2 separate regions of the Capra hircus genome follow, and region 1 is linked to region 2. A link is a contact called in public Hi-C data. All regions are on one chromosome and are shown on one strand. Each heading gives the region's core, a stretch centred on a gene start, on an enhancer-like site or on the middle of the called end of the contact. The rest is flanking DNA. Distances are from core to core; before and after follow the strand shown.

Region 1 (7,390 bases), core at 479-2,978, 56 kb before region 2:
TTTTTAAACCACGTTCTGTCACTGTACGTGCACCAGGTTTCGCTGGAGACTTATCCCTGGTTTCGCTGTTGGGATTGTGTGACCCAGAACTGGACACTGAGCTCTCTGGATCAAAAGACTGGTTCAAGGGTGGGCATGTGATCTAGGTCAGGCTTGTGGGATCTAGCCCGACCAGGGATTGAACCTGTGTCCCTTGCTTTAGCAGGTGGATTCTTGACCTCTGGGCCACCGGGGAAGTCCACGTGAAGATTTCTACAATTGGGATTTTTCAAGAAAGTAATTTTATGTGTAAAAAAAATTTCACTGAAGTATAAATATACATACAAAGCACACAAACTATAAGTGTATGACTTAATAAATTCCTCGGTTTCTTTTGATCTATAGTGTGGCCTTTATCCTATTTTTTTCCATTGTACTTTGATAAACAATATATTTGTCACGCAGCATTTCCCATGATGAATGCTTGGCTGATAATTTCCCCCTTGGTGTCATTTAACATGTTGCTCTGTTCTCTATTTCCTGTAAATTTCTGGTTGCATCTAGAGCCTTATCAGATGAGGTCAATTCTGGGGTGAGACCATTTCATAAGTGCTATTGTTTACTGGGCTGTCTCTTTTCCCAGCATCTTTTGAAAGTGGATGTGATTTTTACAAACAGGCAAAAGCCAGTTCCTAGATGAGTCTAGTAAGCAGGGTAGGTGATCATGTTGGAGAATGATGGTTTGAGTTGAAAAACAAGGTGTGATCAAGTAATGAATGATTTTCTTGTGTGACTGGTAAACTGGCCCTGAAGGGAATTCTAAAACAGTTCCAAATATGTGCTCTGCCCTGGCTGCGTCAAATGCACAGCTACCCAGGGTGACTAATGGGAACGGAACAACAGTGACATTGATGGAGAAACTGTATGTTGGCTGTAAAACCAGCCTTGTTGTGTGGGTGGACGTGCGTGCAGTCCCTCTCTAGTGATTAGCTCTTCTTAAGAATCCCCAAAGGTCTCAATGTGTATCACACTTGTGCTTCGAAGTTGGAGCTCTCGCTGAAACGCCAGATCCGCTTGGCTTAGTTTCATTGCACAGCCTGGACGTGTTGACAAGATGCTGCTGGGTCCCACCCAGCCCCTCCCCAGCCCTGGTATTTGCCTCATCTGCATTACTCGGCGAGAATGTGGTCAGGGCACTGCAGAAGTCAACAAAAAACGAGGAAGCTCGGAGAGCCTTCTGCGCCGATCAGACCGAGGGCAGGGCCTCCGGGCAGGGGGCCTAGCCAGGGCCGTGGGCGCCGGCAAAGCCGGAAGGCCCCAGCTGTTCTGAAGCCTCTTAGACTTTCCAGTTTCAAGTCAGCGGAACTCCCCCGGGTCTCGGCTCACCACCGGTTTGGTTTTTTTTTGGTTTCGGCCACTTCCGAGGGGCTACTTGTGGGCCCCGCCCCTTACCCAAGGCACGCCCCCGGACGCAACCCTGGGCGGGGCTAGGGGCCTTTGGCCCTCCGCGCTTCTGGGCGAACGCCGGCTCCGAGCGCCGCCCACGTCCGCCCGGCCCGGAGTCGGCGCCTGCGCAGTTCGGCTGGGTCCCCGTTGTCAGCCCTGCCCACCTCCCTAGCAACCGTCCTCGCGCCCGCCTCCGCCCCTAGGCCGCCTTCGCGCACGCGCTCCCCTTCCGGCCTCCCGGCCCCGCCCTCCCCGTCACCCGTAACAACCACTCGAGCCTCGCCGGGCCCCTCCCGCTCCCGCCCCCGCCGACCCCCCCGGCCCACTCCCCGGAACCGGCGGCGGAGCTGCGGCCGGCCGGCAGTGGAACGGCGACGGCGCCACGGAGCCGCCGGCATGAGCGCCCTCGGCCGCCCCGCCTCCCCGGCCCGGCTTTTCTGACGAGAGGTAAGCGCGCGTCTCCGCCGCGGGCTCCGTGCGCAGCCCCCGTCCCGGCCCCTGCGGGCGGCCTCCCGGCCTAGCCCACCCTTGCCCGGCCCCTCGGCCCCGCTCGGCTTGCCTCAGCTCCGCCGCACGGATCGGGAGCGGGCCTTCCTTTCGCCCCGTCTCGTGAGGCTCCTACAGTCGCCCCCTCCCCGCCCCCATCACCGCCTGTCTTCCCGCCCCGGAGACCCCCCTTTTCCTGGGGGAAGCGGAGTTTGGGTTCCCAGCCTGCCCCCCAAGGTGCATCTCCCCGGGTCTCCCTGGGACTGGGGGCCCGAGAAACCGCCGCGCTGGGACCCTCCCCACCCCCGCCCGCCGCCAGATGGAGCCGAGGGCCCGGCCGCCCCTCCAGCCTGTTTGGGGTGGACTCGTTGAGTCCGGCCATTGGCTAATTTTAAAGCACCGATTGTCATGCAATAGAGGGCTGCCCTGGTCCACGGTGCCGCTTGGCCGTTGTAACTCTGGATTCCCACGTAGGACGTTGGTTTGGACCAGAGCATCCGAAGCTGGGAACTGGCAGGAGTTCAGAAGCTCGGGAATTACCAGGTTCTTGAGCGTAGTCGCTTCGGGTTCTGCCAGGCAGTGGAATCCCGAATGGGTGTTACGGGAGTCTTAACCGCGCATTCCTCTTTTTTTTTTTTTTAACTTCTCTCCCCGTCTCTACAACCCCTTTACATACCCAGTAAGTATCCTCTCTTTCTGTGGAAGATACCCTAAAATTAAATTTTCCTAGTTAAAAATTTAAAAGATTATCGAATTCCTGCTGTGCACCAGCATTATCAGGTTGGCAAAACTAAACAGAACTCTATCCCGGCGCACCAGGACCTGCCAGTCCCAGAATCAAGATTAATGACGGCATTCCAGTTGATTGTGGTGGATTCAGGAGTTTTGGCTCTGAGTCTCCTGATTTTAAGATTTCCCCGGTGGCTCAGACGGTAAAGCATGTGCCCACAATGAGGGAGACCCGGGTTCGAAACCTGGGTCAGGAAGATCCTCTGGAGAAGGAAATGGCACCCCACTCCAGTACTCTTCCCTGGAAAATCCCATGGATGGAGGAGCGTGGTAGGCTACAGTCCATGGGGTCGCAAAGAGTCGGACAGGACTGAGCCACTTCACTCCTGTTTTTAGAGCTGGAAGTCTTACAGTGTTATCTCACTCTGAACCTCACTTCACAGAGGTGGATCTGAGTCCCGGGAAAGTCAAATGACTTGCTTGAGGTTGCCCCGAGTTACTCTTTAGCAGTTTTTCTTTAGCTGCCAGATATAGCTGTTTGCTGCCAGAACCTGGTCTTTCTGAGAGGTATGTGAATCATACCAGAGGAAGTTCCAGATCTGTTTAAATGTAATTAATATGGGTAGGAATCATGAAATAAAATATACCTTTGTAATTTTTTCTTTTATTACAGCTAGACTTTGGGCTCCTTGAGGATATTCCGTTTTGTACTTTTGAATATCCTCTCATTGTACTTAGCATAAAATAACTTTCTTAGTGATTATCCTCAGCAGGACAGGTAGGCTCTTTGGATTTATTTTTCTTTCTCCCTTTTAAATAGGGAAGTGAAGTCCCATAGAGGGCTCCAAATAAAAGTGTGTTTTTCAGAAAAATCCAGTTTAGGCTGAAGCCAGCCTTTGAATGTGCCCCTGGAGAAGGATTCTTGACGGGTGAAGTAGGCTTGAACACTTAGTTGATTGCGTCCTGATATTACAGCTATTTGAGGCTGAAAAAGTCAGTGGAGCCTCTAGCCAGAGGGCTTGGAGTGTCTGCCATTTGAAGACTGATCCCTGAAGTTGTAGCCTGTGCAGTTAGAAAATGGAGATTGACAAGTTTCCTTTGAAAATAGCTTTTGAGGAGTATCCCATAAATTGAGACACAGTAGTATCTTTTTTTTTCCACTTGTATTTTTGTGTGTCCTGGGCTTAATATCTTGAAGTGCCACCATTTTTATTTGGCTTCTTATGGAAGTTGAAGAGAAAATGATTCAAGAACTAATTGTACGGGTTATTAGAATAATTGAATCTCGGCATTTCACTTGCTGGAAAGGACCCAGGGCAGCCCCAGGGGAGGCGGTGAGGCTGGTAAGGTAATTGAGTCCTCCAGCCCTCAGACCAGTGCTCCTTCCCTCGCTCCACTTGGCCTTTCTTCACCTTTTCTTCCTGTCTTCCTGCCTTCCCTTGCCCTTGTATAATTAAGCATCATCTTTTGACTTTTGTGTGCGTAGAACTGTGATCTATTGAGGTTCCTTAGACTGTAGTATGTTGTGTAAATGCAAATTTTTTCCATATCATGCTTATTTATCACAAATATTTGTGTTTTGCAGGTGTGAAAGGATTGCTGTTTTATCGCAATCATGGTGCAAAAATACCAGTCACCAGTGAGGGTGTATAAACACCCCTTTGAACTAATTATGGCTGTAAGTACTTTGCAGTTTACTCTCTTGCATCTTATCTTCTTAGGTGTCCAAATTTGATTATCTGTTGCTCCACTTTTACATACTCTGTTTTTATGCTTATGAACTTTTGCAAGTTTGTGAAGTTGTTTTTAAACTATAAGTCTCTGAAAATCAAAATCTGCATTTTTTAAAAAAAATTTATCTCAGGGTTGTGTGTGAATTTAAGTCAATTCTCCTTTTGAAAATACAGAAGTGGGATTGTGACTAAATAATTCTTCCTCTGGATTTTGCTCCTTTTTTGTTTAAGTAGAAAAGGGATGTGAAGAGTGTTTTTTTTTCTTCTGCTGCTCATTTAGATTGAGGGTGAATTCACTATATGAAGCTGAGCACTGAAGGATGGAGCTTAATTTACAGGATTCTAAGGACTGTGCTGAAATGAGCTTCCTCCACTAATATTAAATTCTTGAGTCATATTAGAATTCCACAAATGGGGTAATTAAAAGTCTTAATTTTCTTTGTTATTTACCTAAAGAGATTGGCTCGAAATAATAATTTCATTAGAGGCCAAAAAAAAAAAAAAACCCAGACAAACTTTTTCCAGTCTCTTTTAGATTACTGTAAGGCATCCTTCCCCGTGGCTTCAGCTCATGTGCTTTTTCAGCTGCTCAGAACTCTGGCTCTGGCCCCAGTTTGACTTTGTGACATTTCTTGCTGCCTTCTTTCAGTTTCTAAGTGAACAATTCTTTTCGCTAAGTGTTGGACACGACTTAGCAACTGAACAACAACGAGTCCTTTTTCTTCCCTGTCTCTTTGTGTTACCGTTACGATGTAATATATGACTGGAGGATACCTTGGTCATGAAATACACCTTGATGAAAGTGCCAGTCTGAACCAGAACCTTTCAGCCCAATGAGAGACCCTCAGCTCCTCCTGGTCCCTTGTAGTTAGCCCCTATTTTGACTCTGACCAGAGGTGACTTTCTGTGTCTCTTCTGTGTACAAAAACTCAAGTGTTTTTGCATCTGGCTGGCTGCTCAGCATCATTTGTGAGATTTATCCAGATCAATTTAGTTTTGGAAAACAAAACTCAGGTCCTCTCAAGGGAACAATTTAGATTTAGGGCGTCTGTTTCTTAAATTGAGGTATAATTTACAGTGAAATGATCACATTAGGTTTACAGTTTGATCAGTGTTGACAGGGAGTGACATGGATCTCTGTCAAGATGCAGACCCATTCCCTCCTTTACCTCAGAAAGTTCCCTGGTGCCCCTTTTCTGTCAGGTGTGAGGTTTGTGTGTGGGGGGGTGTATTTTTTACTTCTGTATTTTCCTTCAGTCCTAGGACTGTTCAGTGTTTTATGTTAATGGCTTACCAGGAAGGCTTGCTTCCTGTTTGCTGGGTGGGTTGTTTGGTCATAAAGAGCAGAGATCCCACTGTGGCCTAAGAGGAGGGGATATTGTTGTTGGAACACATGCTGTGTGTGATGGGATCATGCAGAAATCCAGGAATGTGAGCCTGCATGGGCTGAACTCCAGGAACCTGGCTTGGAGGGAGGGAGGGTGTTCCCAGCAGCAGTTGTCCCCGAAACTTCACCCTTCACCCCGGGACTCTGCCTTTGCTACTGACTGCTCACATGCTTTTTCAGCTGGTCAGAATTCTGGCCCCAGTTTGACTTTGTGGCATTTCTGGTTGCCTTCTTCAGTTTCTAAGTGAACAATTCTTTTCGCATTTCCTAGTTCAGATTCTAGAGATACTTGATCTGATCCTCCCTGCCGCCCAATCCGGTCCCAGGATGCTGGCTGGCCTGTGGATTCCTTGTGGGGCTTGGTCACCTATCCCTTTCTGGTTGGCAGGGGCTGGTGGTGCTAGGAGATAAGTGTGGGGCAGTGGAGGACAGTGAGCCTTGGAGATGCCCCAGGGTGGAGGGGACAGGCATGGGACTGTTGCCTTACGTTTTCTATTATGTTAAGGACGATTTTTAAATATTGCTGCAACCCTGATCATTTGAGGCAAAGGCTAGTCTCTTAGGCAAACACTTGATAATAAAGAGGTATTTTGCTTGCCTAATGTTCAGCTTCCTTATTTTTCTTTCTTTACTGTTTTCAAAATGCTATAGTTTGCCTTGTCATATTTATGCAGGGATTTACAAAAGAATTTGAAATTGAACTTCTCAGCCACCCCTCAATCTTTTAAAATTAACTGGTTTTTCACTCGCTTCTGTTTTAATCAGTAGTAAAATTTTTTGACTTGGAAGAAATTATTTTTTAATCTGAAAATGAAATATATTACCCTTTTCCCTCCAGATATAGGTAGAAACTAGAATGTAAAGTCTAGTGATTTTTGTGGTGTCCCTTGTGCTTTTCTCACTGTAATTGTACGATATAAAAAAATCCTCAGTGTTTTCCTTGCTTTATTTTTCTCTTATTGAGGAAAAACAGAAGTACAAAAGAATTACTCTAAAATATTCTTTTCAGTTTATTCAGAGTGAGCGAAGAGGCATTCAGTTAATGCAAGAACAGAACTATAATTTGAACAGAACTATTTTTGAGACCCTCCGAAAGTGACTGTGCTTCGGTAGCCACAGTAAGTGGCAGTGACAGACGTGTTCGTCAGGTAGCCAGTTTGTGGCATTCACAGGGATCCAAGTCCTGACTTACAGGGTCCTGTGACGACCGTGGAAGGAAGCGCCATGCCGTCCACTTAAAGCCTCTATCTGTCTTAACCAAGAGTTCTGTTGTAACTTAGAACTGCCAGAATATGAGGTGGGAAGTGCCTATGTCAGTAGTCGGTACACGATAGGTATCAAGTAAGTTAATTATTTTGATTGATTTAATGACAATCTACCAATTGTTTGGGGGTCAGTATACTTGATAGAATTAAGAAATCATCTAAGAGTTAATGGTAAACAAGCAAAACTGAAGTGAAGGTGTTTCAGCAGGCATTTGTGGCATCTGAGGGGCATTCTGTTGTTAGATGTGAGCCCAGAAACAATGGTTGGTGCTTGGGTGAGTTGAGAAGTGCCCCGGCTGAGCCCCCTTTGACGGTGAGGAGTCTGAGGCTCAGAGAAGAGAGAGCTTCCGCAGGGAGTTGGGGTA
Region 2 (7,171 bases), core at 2,786-5,285:
TTTAGGATGGACTGGTTGGATCTCCCTGCAGTCCAAGGGACTCTCAAGAGTCTTCTCCAATACCACAGTTCAAAAGCATCAGTTCTTCGGTGCTCAGCTGCTAAGGTCACAGAAGGACAACTGCATATTCTGGTCTTCTGGAGAACTGCAGCCCTGTGGGTTCTTCAGCCTAAGCCAGGCTCTGGGTCTGGCTGCCGATTTGTAGGAAGTATAGAAGATGGGCAACAGCAGAACTGCACTACGGGAAACAAGAGGTTCGGGTTCTTCAACAAATAAATTGTGCGGGGAAGAAAGGAATGGAAGTGGGGGAGTCCCATAAATTAAAGAGATTTTCACTTAACAAGCAAGACCAAACAGTATTACCTAGAGATGCACATAGCCAAGTGATGGTTCCTTCTGGGGATGCAGCCCAGGTTATGGGCGGCGTGGGGCGGTCTTTCCACCGAGTTGCGGATTCGACTATGCTCTTCCATGTCTCTGTTTTATAGTAAGGTTTATTGTTGTTTTTTAGTTAGGGTTTTAGGTGGGTTGTTTTCACCACAAGGAAAGTAATGCTGGTTCTTTCATTGGGAATCTCCTCCTTTTACCTGGACTTCCCTGGTGGCTCAGTAAAGTATCTGCTTGTAATGCAGGAGACCCCGGTTGGGTGCCTGGATTGGGAAGTTCCACTGGAGAAGGAAATGGCAACCTACTCCAGCATTCTTGCCTGGGAAATCCCATGGACAAAGGAGCCTAGTGGGCTGCAGTCCATGGGGCTGCAGAGTTGGCCACAGCCGAGCAACTTAACACTTCTGCTTTCCTTTTACCCAGATCACAAGGTGGGGGCTGCTGGCACCCACGGCCCAAGTTTCGAGCCCGGGGACGTACCCTGCATTTGTGGTGTCTGTGCCCAGGACAGCAAAGCAGTGCCAGCCAGCTGGCAGCAAGTGACAGCCGGGCCCCTGGGGTCTTCCAGGAGAAAATCGGAGGCTGGTCCCTGTAAAATTCTACCCCTTGCTGAGTGCTGCCTATGACCTGCCCTTTCTCTTCCTTCAAATAGAAGCAACCAGACTTTCCCACTCTGACCTTGCCTTTGGGTTTAAGAGTGCGGTCGGTCACCGGGACCTGTTTTGACAGCGACAGAGAGCCAGTTATGAGCCCTGGGGTATCCAAATTACTGAGCCTCTGTGCACCAGCCCCAAACGCCCTTTGTCAAAGTGAGACACAAGGGCAGGGGAGTCTCTGGGCTCTTTCTGGGAACCTAAGAGAGGCGAGTGCCTAGCTCCAGAAAGTAGGACCCTCCCAGCTGCTCCTGTAGAAGCATCCAGATTCCCATGGAATTGTCGGGCTGCCGAGTCCTGCTCCTTCCGTTTTGCCAGGCTGGTCTGCATCCCTGCTCAGAGTCCCTGCGTTACAGTCAGAGAGCAAAACCCATCCTCAGCCCCCAGCTGGAGCCCCCTTCCGGCCGATGAAGGTTAGTCACAGCTCCATCCAGGGAATTGCGTCCGTGGGCGCCACCTTGTGGCCATGAGGAAGATGTGCATGCCCGTCATCGAGGTGGCAGCGAGCGTCTCTGCTTTCATCTCTGCCCCTGGAGTCCCAGCTATGGGAGAAAACTCCCACGTCTGCTAAAATCTTGCCTGGAAGAGGTGTGATGGTTAATTCTGTGGGTGGTTTGGCTGAGCCGTGGGGCCCAGCTATTTGGTCACCATACAGTTCTGAGTGTGTCTGTGAGGGTGTTTTTGTTTTTTTTTTTTAGATGAAATTAACATTTACTGGGTAGACTGAGGAAAGCAGATGGGCCCCATCCAATCAGCTCAAGGCCTGAATAGAACGAAAAGGTTGACCCTCCCATAAGTTAGAGAGGATTCCTCCTCCCCAGTGGCCTTGATCTGAGACACTGGCTATTTCTCTTTTGGAGTGGGCACCAGCTCTTCCTGAGTCTGCCATCTGCCTGCCTTCAGATAGGAGTCAGGCCGTCAGCTCGCCTGGGTCTCCAGCTCGCCCACTGCAGGTCCCAGGACTCGTCAGCCTCCATTATCACATGAGCCAGTTCCTAACGCCAAGCCTCTTTCTGTACAAATACATCCTATTATGTATATACATCCTGTGGAAACTTGATAGATTGCAGAAAGTTTGCTCCAGTCCTGGCATTGCAAAGCCTTTGACATTTACCACTTACAACAACAAAAAGCCTGATTTATCTGGAATCATCTCTCCTTGGGGTGTGTGTGTGTTTTGATTTGGGTTTTCCCCTCTATAGGTTTATCCTTCTTTATTTTACGTAGAATGAAATTCCAGGCTGTCAGAGCTGGGCAAAGAGCTTAGACTGATCTGAAAGTGAAAGCTGCTCAGTCATGTCCAACTCTTTGCGACCCCATGGCCTATACAGTCCATGGAGTTCTCCAGGCCAGAATACTGCAGTGGGTAGCCATTCCCTTCTCCAGGGGATCTTCCCAACCCAGGGATCGAACCCAGGTCTCCCACATTGCAGGCGGATTCTTTACCGGCTGAGCCACAAGCTCTTACAGCTTAAGAAGGTGCAGCTCAGAGAAGGGAAGGGGTGCTCCCTGAACAGCGGCCCTGAGTCCAGCCAGGAGCTCCCACAGCCCCGGTTCTCACCTGCTTGCTGTCACTGATGATAAAATGCTGTTGCTGATGATAAAATGGGAGGAAGCAGGTTATCTCCTCAGGTTGCTGTCAAGATACAGCCAGTAAGTGGTTATCAGAGCCGGTCTGCTAATGTAGGGGTGCAGGACAGCTGGGACGCTCCAAGGACTTGGGGACCCAGCCGGGGCCCAGGTCTGAGGAGACACCAGTACCTGCCGGGGAGGGTCCTCTGGGATGAGGACAAGCTGCCAAAGGCGAGATCAGAAGGCAGGGCACACAAAACAAGAAAGCTTTGCATCACCGTCTCCTCCCATTTCAAGGAGGAAATGAGAGCCACGGGGGTGGTTAGATGTCGCTGACTATCCCCCTGCTCGGCCGACCATGGAAATGGAGGACAGACAGCCTGCTGTGGAGGGAGGTGGCTGCTGGGGACAGCTGCTTCAGGGCCTTCCAGCACCTTCTCTCTGTCCACCCCTCACCCATCACCCGCTGTGCAGGGCTGAGCACAAGGCCCGGGGTGGGGGCACAGCTCCCGCACTCACAGTGGGTGTGTGTGTGCTTGGCCCACGGCTCTGTCCCCGCCGGGGCCAAGGACAGCACCTGCCTCAGGGCAGACACCCCAAAATATCTATGGAGTGAAATGGAGTTCTCCTCACTTCTGGCCTCACGTGTGTGCTAAGCCATCACAGTCGTGTCCGATCCTGAGACCCCATGGAGGCCTGGCAGGCTCCTCAGTCCACGGGGATTCTCCAGGCAAGAATTGCTGGAGTGGGTGCCCATGCCCTCCTCCAGGGGATCTCCCCCACTCAGGGACTGAACCTGCATCTCTTACGTTTTCTGCATTGCCGGGCGGGTTCTTTACCACCAGTGCCACCGGGGAAGCTCCAGGTGGAGGCTGTCTTTCTCCATCAGACAACGTGAGCGAGGATGTTTCATGGCTGGAGGCATAAAAGTGCATGAGAGGCAGTCTGGACTCACTATACACTCAGCACTGAGACAGTCAGCCCCCCGTAGGCACAGGTTTCACGTCCACAGATTCAACTGACCGTGGCTGGTTCGAGCCGCAGGTGGGCGAATCTGAGGACTTGAAACCCGTGGCTGTGGAGCCCAGGTGTCCCCTGGATGCCCTGGATCAGGGCTCCACAGGGGCGCCTGGACCCGCTACCCCACCCCGGAAATCGAGGGACACTGCTCATGTTTCCTTCTGAGTTTAGGAGAAATTAAAATATGTTCTTGGCCCCCAGAAGAATCCTGAGCCGGCCTTCAGGGCCTGGTGGGGAAGGTGGCCCTGGCCCAGCTGTGGGGTGGCCCCGAGGGCAAGGTGAGGCACCTGCTCACTTTCCTGAAATCCTGGGTCGGGAGCCGCCCACTGACAGGTATGCCTTGAGCCCTGCCCGGCAGCTCTGTCCCTGCCAGCGCTTCTCGGACAGGATGTCACCACCCTTGCACCCCCTCGGGCACTGGCGTGTGTAGGCATGCTAATGTGTGCATGTGTGTGAGTGCTGGGTCTGTGTTGACACTGCGGAGGTGTCTGGGGGATCCATGCAGTATAAACAGTGTGGGAGAAGCCTGGAGGAGGGGCAGGGTCCCTGGTGGCCAGTGGGCAGGGGTAGGGGTGATGCTTAGCTCTCTGGGACCTGGTCACCTGGTTTCAGAACCGCTCTCTGCTGACCCACGGATAGACGAGCAAGCGGGAGATCCTTTGTGTTCAGAAGCGAAATAGAGAAAGTCTGAGTTCTGCTCAGCAAACCGAATGAGGACGGGCATCAGGTGTGGCCGGGCACCTCCCTCACCTGTGCCTGGATTCTGCCGCCGCAGGACTTGGCTGCTGGGGACAGGGACCTGGTACCGAGGAGACGAGCTGCCCCTGGACAAACTCAAAGGGTGATGGCCCATGTCCAGGATGGACTGCATCCCTGAGTCACCATGGGAAGTGGCCTCTGCCTGCCTCTCACTGGACTACAGTGAGAGTAAGTCCCCACTGAACGTGACGTCAGGGTTTATCCGTCACTACTGCAGAAAGGGGCTTGTCCTGACAGATACAGGGAGGAGGTCAGAGGCGGGGGCGGGGGGATCAGCTAGGTCCCCAAAGGCCTTATGGGTCCTGCGAGGCCACCAGCTTTTTGGTTTAAGCTCTGAATGAGATGGGGCAACTGTTAGTCTTTATGAGGTCAACTCTATTTTCTTTTCCTTAACAGTTTCTGGGTTTTACATTTTGCTTAGAAAGGATTTCCCCATGCTAAGTTTTCCTATATTTTGGGGGCATTCCCTGGTGGCCTAGTGATTAGGATTTCAAGTTTTCACTGGAGTTGCCCGAGTTCACTCCCTGGTTGGGGAACTGAGATCCTGCAAGCCACACACAACACGACAAAAACAACAAAAATTTCGCTGCATTCTTAAGTTGCTTTCATGGCTTTACTTTTTTTTTTAATACTTTAATCTCTGATGCATCAGATGTTGGTTTTTTTAAATTAAATTATTTTTGTTTATCTTGATGCTGAAGCTGAAGCTCCAATAAACTGGCCACTTGACACGAAGAGCCAACTCACCGGAAAAGACCCTGATGCTGGGAAAGGTTGAGGGCAGGAGAAGGGGTGCGACGGAGGATGAGATGGTTGGATGGCATCACTGACTCGATGGACATGAGCCTAAGCAAGCTCCGGGAGACAGTGAGGGACTGGGAAGCCTGGCGTGCTGCAGTCAGTCCGTGGAGTCGCAAACAGCTGGACACAACTGAGCGACTGAACAGCAATTTTTGTTTGCGCTGGGTCTTCATTGCTGCAACCAGGCTGCAGAGAGCGGGGCCTACTCTCAAGCTGCAGTGAACAGGCTTCTCACTGTGGTGGCTTCTTGTTGCAGAGTGCAGGCTGTAGGCTCACGGGCTCAGGAGCGTGCCAGCTCAGTAGCTGAGAGCTGCTGGCCCTAGGGCATGTGGATTCAGTAGCTGTGGCTCGAGGGCTCTGGAGCTCAGGCTCAGCAGTGTGGTGCATGGGCTCAGTTGCTCTGCGGCCTGTCCAATCTTCCCCGACCAGGGATCGAACCCATGTCCGCTGCTTTGGCATGGGGATTCTTATCCACCGAGCCACCAGGAAAGTCCCGATGTTGGTTTTTGTGTAGTGACTTTTGATTCATCTTCTCTCTCTAGATTTAGCAGCTGCAGAACCAAGCTCACTTCCAGCTTTTTGGAACCCTTATGAGAAATCCTTTAGGGACTGGTGCCGAGTGATGGGTGGGAAGGATGTGGAGAGAGAGGTGGACAGTAGCAGGTCTTCACAGAGGGCCAGGGTCAGCTGAGCAGCCGCTGATAGACAATCAGACAACAGCCAGGGTTGAAAAATCACAGCTCTGGGACTTTGCTGGTGGTCCAGGGGCTAAAACTATGTCCCTAAGGCAGGGCGTCCAGGGATTGATCCCTGGTCGGGGAACTAGGTCCTGCATGCCGCAACTGAAGATCTGGCATGCCACAGTGAAGATCAAGGTGCCCACTTGCTGCGACCAAGACCTGGTGCAGCCAAATAAATAAATAAATAGTTTACAAAGAAAGAAAAAAAGGGAAAATGGATGCCCTGATTCCAGGGGCTCCAGTGTTGACCCTGGACACGATCCATACCCAGCAGACACGGTCAAGAGCGCCCTCGTGTGGACACAAAGCAGGCAGCATTCCCAAGTCAGCGCTGAGTCCAAAAAACGCGGGACTTTAACCCGCGTTAAAATAACCAACCAGCTGTGGTCAGAGAACAAGTGATTTCTTTCATTGCCTCATTTTAAAACACTTCAGTGTGCGTCCTAGGAAGCTGTTTTGCCGGGGTCCAGCCCCGGTGGATCCAGGGAATTCGAAGGGTGGACAGCGTTGGCGTGGAAAGACTTGTTTATCTATTAATGTAAGATTAGACTAAGAAACTATAGTGTAGTAGGAAGATTAAGTGGAGGAAGAGGGCTGACTAGCTTGGTTTACGCGGAGACCAATAAAATTCCAGACAAGGAATTTGCACCATCTACGTTGGGCCACCGGCGCCCGCTTGAATATCTAAGGGTGCCTCGCCTTAAGCTCCCTTTCGCGCGGGTCTTAACAGCCAGGGCAAGTAAGTAGACCTGGCGAGCCTCCGCGCCCCAGGTGGAGAGTCAGCCTGAAGTTAAAGTAAAGAGCAGAGAGAGGGAAAGGGAGAGAAGAAGAAAGAGAGAGAAAGACACGGGGGGAGCCAGATTCCCAAGAAACCAGGCCGAGAGACTAGTTCGAGAAACTGGTCCGAGAAGCTGGTCCCATCCTTTATTGTTCAGAAGGCCTTTTATACTTTTGATAAAATATGGAGATCAATGGGTAACACAAAATTATGTAGCGTTCGCAGCCCAGACTCTTTCTATACATCATTTTGTATACAAAAGGTCTCAGGTGATTTACATTATCTTCTGGCCAAGAGGCTTGTTAACACTTTTTGGCTCTTCCTTAATGAATGTTAATTTTGTTTCCCCTGAAGTGTTTTTCTTTAATCTACATCTCCTTAAAGCGCTAAAGTTACATCTCTATAGAACAAAGGTGCAGTGGGTTATAACAAAGAAGGTACTTAACTCAAAGATCTAATGT

The links. Hi-C and Micro-C count contacts between places; a contact is called where the count stands out from the background.
Region 1: a contact with region 2 is called in a Hi-C map of blood, with 4 times the contacts expected there. The contact joins the promoter of SEC14L1 here to the enhancer-like site in region 2. A contact is called at or near these places in 2 of 5 Hi-C or Micro-C datasets (both in blood).

What each region holds. Positions count from the first base shown.
Region 1 is chr19:53,961,120-53,968,509 of ARS1.2, reverse strand. SEC14L1 (SEC14-like protein 1) reads left to right here and starts at 1,728. Exons shown (of 16, transcript XM_018063719.1): 1 at 1,728-1,872; 2 at 4,226-4,318. The coding sequence starts at 4,256.
Region 2 is chr19:53,907,900-53,915,070 of ARS1.2, reverse strand. No RefSeq gene overlaps it. Among named protein-coding and RNA genes, the nearest start is that of SEPT9, 25 kb to the right of the region's middle. Within about 2 kb of position 4,035, at least 2 of the 5 cell types and tissues checked have an H3K27ac peak or open chromatin away from gene starts, as enhancers often do.